2 separate regions of the Sus scrofa genome follow, and region 1 is linked to region 2. The links are chromatin contacts, called in public promoter capture Hi-C maps. All regions are on one chromosome and are shown on one strand. Each heading gives the region's core, a stretch centred on a gene start, on an enhancer-like site or on the middle of the called end of the contact. The rest is flanking DNA. Distances are from core to core; before and after follow the strand shown.

Region 1 (4,065 bases), core at 825-3,324, 150 kb after region 2:
GATATGAACCCTACTTTAAAGGGGTGTTTAGTCTAGATAAGAAACAGATTTTTTCGTATGTTTGTATGTGTGTGTTTGAATCTCTGGTAGAACATATCATATGAAGCTACAGATAAATCACTGAGAATCTAGGTAAGTAATCTCTGTGTTGTGTTGTGCTGGGCTGGGGGAAGGAGATATTGGAAGAATAATCAAGGAGAAGATGTTTCTTACACCAAGTCTTAAAAAGCCTATAAATCTGAACACAAAGAGATTGGGGGAGGGATTCTAATAGTGGGAACAACACAAACACAGACAGAAATGTTAAATGTTTCTAGTGAATACTGGAAAATTCCATTTGGCTGAATACAGAATGGCTAGTGGCCAGATCCTGGAGTGATCTTAATTTTAGGCTAAGGAGTTAGGATTTTATTGTATCAGCATTGGAGCCATTGACTTTGGGGGTGAGGAGTAATATAATAAAAACTGTGTTATGGGATGATTAATCTGAGTGTAATGCATGCTCTGGAATGGAACATAGAGAGAAGAGAGCCATGAAATTCTTAGAGAGCCTAGCAATACTCTTGGTGAGGATAATAAAATCTTGACCAGTGTAGTGGCAGAGGGAATGAAGGAAAAATCACACAAGGCTTTTGGGGGAGCAGATGGGTAGATTCACTAACTGTTCCATATGAAGGAGCAATGGGAGAGAGCCAAAGGTAATTCTGGAGTTTTAAGCTCAAGTGGTTAGACAGATGCTGGTAACCCAAATATAAGCAGGGCATGTAAGAGCAAGAGCTGGTCTGGAAGCTGGGCTTGTGGGTAAGTTAGGTGGTCATGTTGAATTCTATCATGCACAAGTTGAGTTTGAGGTACCAGAATTACACCCCGGTTAAGCTGAGAAAGATGATTTGAGAGCAGAGGCAGGGCCTCTTCCCTCTTGGGAACCATTCACAGAGTGGCAACATTTGCCGTCTTGGAAGGGAACAGATTTCCCCAAGAGAGACTAGAGAAAGCAGAGAAGACAGGTGAGGGCAGGACAGTCCCAAGCAGGGAGTTCTGTTGTTTAGTGAGGAAAGGAGGATGTGGACCAGGGAAAGACGAATCAGAGCCACCAGAAAGAACCATGATGACACAGATTTTCATTTGTTTTTGCCAAAAGGAGTTTCAAGGAAGATGGGGCAGGTGGTCAACGGTATCAGATGCTACCAAGACATCAAGGAGTCTAAGGATGGAGAAGTGGCCATTGAATTGGGCAATGAGGAAATCACTGGTGACTTTTGAGAGGATTATTAGCAGAGACTGAACTGTAACGCTTACCCGCAGTCCAGGGATATCCTGCTTTAACCACCCCCCCTGCCCTTTTGGGATGCATTCACACAGCAAATCCAGTGCAGACACATGTCCAGTGCATCCACTGATGCACGAGGTGGGCAGACATTTGTACACATTTTATACAACTTTTTTTCTCATCATAGGCAAAAAGGAGACCAGTACTCTTGAATTCAGAGTCTAAAGACTGAATGATGACATTTAAAATTTGAACCAGTAAACATTAAAAATTCTTTCAGTTCCATTCCAATTCAGAAGATCTATACATCTGAAAGAGAGACCTAACTATGAGGCAGAAGCTGCCCTCTAAGTAAGATCCTTGGTTTGAACAATCGCTCAGTGAGCAGCCTCTTTTCTGTGAGCTGTCCTGCAGCCAAACATGTTTTTGAGCTTTGAAAAAAGAAGTGCAAAGACATAAAGGCTGAGGACATACAGGAGGACGAGTGTTTGCCCTGCAAGCATCATCCCGGAGATCTCACTCGTGGACTGGGCAGCCCTGCTACAGGTTGAGAGAATCCTAACCAATGACAGTTGCAAACACAAACAATTGCTGGGCTTTTGGCACAAGGCTTTGTGTTCACACACTGCTGAAAGTGTTCATGGAGCCAAAGGCTGCCAACAGCAGCCTTCACTGGGTGAGATCTGTGCCAGGAGAAAGGGTTGGAGGGCCTTTTACTCATTTGGTAATTACACAGTAATGGGTACTTCGTGTATTTGTAGCAATGGAGAGTGGGAGTGAAAGGCAGGCACTTAGTGCAGTGACAGGTCTGGCGGTGTGGCTGGGCTCACGGGCACCACCGCGGTCTCTTTGGGGGCAGCCTTTCCGGCCCTGGCCCTGGCTGGCATCAGGTATGAGAAGAAATGAGAGGGCAATCTGGCATTTTCATATTTGTTTATTTTAACCTCTCGGGCCTGCTGAAAACAACTGGAATCTTCTGAGTTGCTGAAAGCACATAGGCTTCTTTGATGGAGCTCTTGGCCCTTGCCACCCTACAGCCAAAGGGGCTCATTGATTGAGTTGTCGGGCGACCATGCCCTCTGTGAATTCAGGTCAGGCCAGAGGCAATGGTTAATAGCTGGCATGTAACTGTCCCTAATGCAATCTTTACTATAGCCTTCAAAGCTCAACATGAAAGCGTATTCCACTGAAATCCAGACTGTAAATTGGGAAATGTTTTGAGTCTGGGCATCTGCTTGTGTTCCTTAGCAAAGGAAATGCTGGGAAAGCAAAGATAAAAGGTAGAGAGGAATGATTCAACACAGCTGGAGAGAATCCAAGTAGATAGCCAAGAACAAGGGTCAAAGGGAAACTCAGGGCCTATTTTTTTAAGGTTTAGTTGTGGATCAGCCTGGGGGAATGGTGGACTGGGAGGACTGGTTCACATCAACTTCCGGCTATTCATGTTACCCTGGTGATGGCACCATGAAATGAGCTGTGGGTCAGCCAGTCTTCACTGGACTGCCTTTTCGCATCTGCTTTTCTTCTAGTGGGAAGGGGCCCTAGGGGCTGGGCTGTTAACTAGTAAGCTCAACATTTAATGTGGCTTTGAGTCCCAGGACCAAGAGAAAGGTTTGTGAGCAGGTCTGCATTCTTCAGTTTCCCAAGTTCTTTGAAACTGAAGAATTCCAGTTGAAGAGCTCATCAGGCTTTTAACAAGTTTATTCTAAATCATATCAGGTTTATCACTACTGGAAAAATTTACTGGCTTGAGCTTGGGGGAAATCCGAGAATTTCAGTTCTCAAAGCCTTGGAAATCCGTATTTATCAACAATTAGCAATGTGACCCAGATCAGACCAAAGTACTTGCCTTTTCTTAATGATAACAAGCTACTTTATACTGATCACCTGTTACCCACCAGGCACTGTGCTAAGTGCTCTACTGGCACTGCCCATGTTTTTCTTCACAATACCCCTATGACAAATCTACTCAGTTCTCTGTAATAACCTATATAAAGAAGCTGAAAAAGAATGGACACATGGGGAGTTCCCATCGTGGCTCAGTGTTAATGAACCTGAATAGCATCCATGAGGCTGTGGGTTTGATCCCTGGCCACGCTCAGTGGGTTAAGGATCTGCGGTGTAGGTCACAGACTTGGCTTGGATCCCACATTGCTGTGGCTGTGGTGTAGGCCAGCAGTTACAGCTCTGATTCGACTCCCAGCCTGGAAACTTCCATATGCTGCAGGTGTGGCCCTAAAAAGATTTAAAAAAAAAATCAAAGAATGGACACATATATAAGTAAAACTGATTCACTTTGCTGTATACCTGAAACTAACGCAATATTGTAAGTCAATTATACTCCAATAAAATTTTTTTTTTAAAAGGTACTTGGTTATCTTTCAGTGCTCTCTTGCCTAGAAATGGTGAGATGTGTGATTTGAGACTCATTTTCCATTCTATAAAATAAGGATTTGGAGTAAAATGATTAAAAATTACTTTTCAATTCTGATATTTCATTGGGTTTTAAGTTTCAGAAAAGTAGAAGCAAGTTATTTCCTGGAAATTGGAAAGAATCAGGCAAGGGAAAAAAAAAGAGATTTAAATAACTTGAAGCCATTTTCCAAATATAAAATCTACCCTGCTTTCAAAAGCAATTTCTTATACTTCTTTAGTAACTAATAGAGGGCTTTGACATCGTATTACTTTGCTAGGGCTGCTATAACATAATACCACAGACAGGATGGCTTAAACAACAGGAATAAATCTCACAGTTTTAGAGGCTGGGAATCTAAGATCAAGGTGTTGGCAGGTTT
Region 2 (4,193 bases), core at 264-2,763:
AGACACAGGGCATAGCGAGCGGTAATAGTAAACCCTGGTTTCTTCACGTCTCCTGGCAACCAGTTTCGAAATCCATTAAGACCCTTGGAATTCGGGATTTAGCTTGTTGTTCTCTCTCTCTCCCCCTCCCTTCTTCCTAGGAATTCAGGGGGGATTTAGTCGCTGTGAAGCTCTAAATCTCAATTTCCAGTGTGTGGGGGGTACCCGTTTTGGGGGGGAAATAAAATTGTATACAGATGCCTCGTGTGCTACTGGCTAGCAGGTCTAGTAACATGAATGAAGGTTTTCGCTGGAATTATAAGGTCCTACTTGAAGATTCAGGGACCACAGAGCATTATCTGAAATCTAAATGCCCCGAGGATGAAACGTTACTCAGCTACATTTACAGTGTCAGAAAGAGCGATAAGGAGGGTGATGTTAAGAGTGGCGAGCACTGATGCCTGAAGTTGCTACATCTCCGGAAACCCCAATTTACCGTTTCACCGTCACAAATGAGAGCGATGGCTCTTTGAGATCCCGGCGTTAAATAAAGCAAAACAAAACAAAACCCAAAACAAACTCAGCGCCTGGGGAGGTGGCAACCGGGGTAGACGGCGGCTGCAAGTTTCTGCCGAAAGAGGGCGTTGGTCTAAGACTAAGAGAAGTTTATGGACAAGAACGCCCAGTCAAATGAAAGACCATTTTAAAATACTTTCAATTTATTTTAATTCGCGGGACCTAAGTGGTGGAATTCACCCTTCCAAAGTAGCAGGTTCACATTGCAAATGACCTCGGTGAAATGTTAACCAGGTTCAGAGGGTCAAGTTCCTCTAGGTCCTGCCCTGCAGCGCAGCGCACTCCGGCGAGGCTCTTCTGGTCACTGACTTCTTCAAGGCCGTTTCCATCCTCGTCTCCAACACTGCTGTGGCTGGGACCAGTGGCGTGACTGGGTCTCGGACGCAGGACCTTTCTCGGCCTTGGAGAACCTAGAGCACAGGTTCTCGCGAGCCGCGGAAGAAAAGCGGTGGGATTTCCCAGCGCAAGGACTGGAGCGGAGGACGCGACTCCACCCAGGGGCCTTCGGGAAAAAGCTTTCGGAAGAAGGTCTCTTTATGTAGTTACCTGGTTTAGCAAACAAAGCCCAAGGATGCCTTGGAGATGCTTTTCAAGCCTTCTGCCACCTCCAGGCGAAAAAGTGTTCTCTCGCCTTTGGGAGCAACAAGTTTCGCTTTTCTGCTCGAAGCGCGCCAGCGGAGGTGTTCGGTGCGCGGGGAACACTGGGTGCGTGGGGAACGCTGGATGCGCCGCAGCACTTCGGCTCCGGCGCGAACCCGGGCTGCCCAGGGGGAGGAGGCCGGCGGGGGGCGGGGGAGGACGCCGGGGCTAGCAAGGCGTTCCAGGTCCGCGACCTAGACGTCTGCATCGGTGCCTTGGTCCTTGTTCCCTGACCTTGAGCCAGGGGGGCTGGGAAGGTCGACTGCCCGCCCCGAGTCGCTTCGGGAGGGAGTGTGGCTGGAGTGAGAGAGAGGTGAGAGCTTTTTTTTTTTTTTTTTGCAACGAAACCACTAATTTCTAGGACCACCCCATTCCTCTTTTTTATTTTTTTTTTTTGCACGTTATGTGTGTGCCTGCGCGCGTTTCTTTACTTTCAAACACATTTCCATTTTTAAAGGCCGGAGCTGAAGAGAGGGCTGCCGCACGCGGGGCAAGGGAGTGGCGGGGACCCTGGTGGCAGTGTGGAGCGGTGGGGGCTCCTGCTGGTGCAGACGTGGGCGACTGCGGCTTTAAGGAAAAGGCCGAGGTCTGACGGGGAGTGGGAGTTAGGGACAGGGGAGGGGTGGGAAGAGTAGGGGTGCGGGGAGGAGCCCTGATGTAAGAATGTTAATGAGAGGCTCCCCAGCCCAGCCCCCACCACTCCCCACTCCCACCCTCCCCACCGGTTGGAAATACAAGCCCAGCCTCGGCGCGCCTTGTGTGGTAACACGCTCCGCCGCTGCCACGCTATTTAAACTCGGGTTATGGATCCAGGAACCGGCGCGAATCAATGAGATCAAACGCGAGGGAGATGCACCGTCAATTACAAGCACCTGGACAAGTCTAACTTTTTCTTCTTTTACAAATACGCTTTCAAAAGAAACCTTAGCAACGCCCAAATAAGAAGCCACCTCTAAGCAAAATAGTATATATAAAGGGAGGGCGAATATATATATATATATTTATAAAAAGTATATTTATAATATAGCTGTATAGGTTTACACCCGGTGAACTTTTTCTTTTCCTTTCTTCTTTTTTCTTTTTTTTAAACGAGTGGCATTGCAAAGGAGGACTCTTCCTCTCTATCTTTTGGCGAGTTAGTGAAGGGGGTATTCTATTTTCTTAGAGCGCCCAAGGGGGCGCAGGGACCTCGGAGAGTAGAGTGGGGAGGAAAGAGGAAGGGTGGGTGGGGGGCAGAGAGCGAGTCCGCAGCGAGGGCAGGCGCTTTCCTGCGGCACGATGCCTTCCCTGCTGGTGCTCACTTTCTCCGCGTGCGTACTGCTCGACTGGGCGTTGCTGGTCGGCTGCACGGGTGGCGGTGTTGGCGGGGGCCCGGGCGGCGGGCGCCGGGAGAGAGAGGCGCTGCCGCCGCAGAAGATCGAGGTGCTGGTGCTGTTGCCCCAGGACGACTCGTACCTGTTTTCCCTGGCCCGGGTGCGGCCGGCCATCGAATATGCACTGCGCAGCGTGGAGGGAAACGGGACCGGGCGGCGGCTTCTGCCACCAGGCACTCGCTTCCAGGTGGCCTACGAAGACTCGGACTGCGGCAACCGCGCACTCTTCAGCCTGGTGGACCGCGTGGCGGCGGCGCGGGGCGCCAAGCCCGACCTCATCCTGGGGCCGGTGTGCGAGTATGCGGCTGCACCGGTAGCCCGGCTTGCGTCCCACTGGGATCTGCCCATGCTGTCAGCCGGGGCACTCGCAGCCGGCTTCCAGCATAAGGACACCGAGTACTCGCACCTCACGCGCGTGGCGCCAGCGTACGCAAAGATGGGAGAGATGATGCTTGCCCTGTTCCGTCACCACCAGTGGAGCCGCGCCGTGCTGGTTTACAGCGACGACAAGCTGGAGCGGAACTGCTTCTTCACCCTCGAGGGGGTCCATGAGGTCTTCCAGGAGGAGGGCTTGCACACGTCCGTCTACAATTTCGATGAGACCAAAGGCTTGGATCTGGACGACATCGTGCGTTACATCCAGGCCAATGAGCGAGGTGAGCAGAAGTGCGCCCCGGGGCCCCCCAGCCCTAACTCAACCACTCTGCTCGGCTCTCCCTACATGCCCCTCCGCGCCTCTGGGACCCCACTACCCTCTACGGCACTGAACACCTGGAGAGGGCGCGTGCACGGAGACTCTCCCTAGTGTGAGCTGTCTGGCTGCAGCGACCTTTGACTATCGCTCAAGGCTGTGGTGGGGTGTACGTAGAGGGTCCTGGGGACATCAAGGAGCCTGGGGGAGGGGGTGTGTGAGCCTGCAGCTCACTAGTGTCTTGGTACGACAGGTGCTGTCAAACCTCTCTGGTTGTTTCTTTTGCGCCGGGCTTGCGGTTTAGGGGCCGGCTCACTACAGGTGCCTTGCTCCAACCAGGGTCTGAAAGCGTGACGAAGCAGAAAAACTTGTTACCCGCTCCTTTTCCGAGGTGCGTCCCCTCCTAGTGAGGAAGTGTAAGCCGATGCTCTACAACCGGCGCGCGGCCAAACGGTCAGCTCCTATCTCCGGGTTTCCCTGGCTGCTGCTTCCACAGATCCCCAGCTTTCTTTTAAAGAGTCATTGCATCTCCTTTCTCATTCCTTCCATGCCCCCCCATCCCCGCGCTAGCCTTTTATGAACGGGCTTCTGTGGTTTCCACCAAAAATACCTCGCAGTGTCTGGACTCAGGCGACCCTCACTTTCCTCCGGGAGGCAGCTAGGCTTGGAGAGCGCGCGCGCTGGAGAAGTGGGGCTGAACCTCTTTTCCACGTGACTCCCCAAGTTTTCTCCGCAGGTATGTGGGGGTTTGAATAAACACCAAACTGGCCAGAGTTCAAGGCTGAGGAGAGTGGCCATGGGTAAAGGGAATGGGAGGAAAAGCAGTGGTCACGGATACATAATCAGGGAAGCGCCAGTGCGGCTCATTTTACTGCGGAGTAGATCAGCGAGAATGCGGTCGTATTCCAACATAGCACAGTCCCCTCCTTACTAAT

What was found. Promoter capture Hi-C pulls out the DNA fragments that hold promoters and counts their contacts.
Region 1: a contact with region 2 is called in a promoter capture Hi-C map of liver, with 13 times the contacts expected there. The contact joins the enhancer-like site here to the promoter of NPR3 in region 2. A contact is called at or near these places in 3 of 5 promoter capture datasets (fetal skeletal muscle and liver), 6 of 47 Hi-C or Micro-C datasets (fetal skeletal muscle, liver, omental adipose tissue and 2 more) and 1 of 2 datasets of contacts at active chromatin or transcription factors (alveolar macrophages).

What each region holds. Positions count from the first base shown.
Region 1 is chr16:18,990,352-18,994,416 of Sscrofa11.1, forward strand. All of the region lies in intron 2 of LOC102162488 (a long non-coding RNA gene), which reads right to left. Among named protein-coding and RNA genes, the nearest start is that of NPR3, 150 kb to the left of the region's middle. Within about 2 kb of position 2,075, at least 5 of the 83 cell types and tissues checked have an H3K27ac peak or open chromatin away from gene starts, as enhancers often do. A contact at or near this core is called in liver and omental adipose tissue, where this site is marked.
Region 2 is chr16:18,840,027-18,844,219 of Sscrofa11.1, forward strand. It overlaps NPR3 (atrial natriuretic peptide receptor 3), which reads left to right and starts at 1,514. Exons shown (of 8, transcript XM_021077060.1): 1 at 1,514-3,223. The coding sequence starts at 2,473.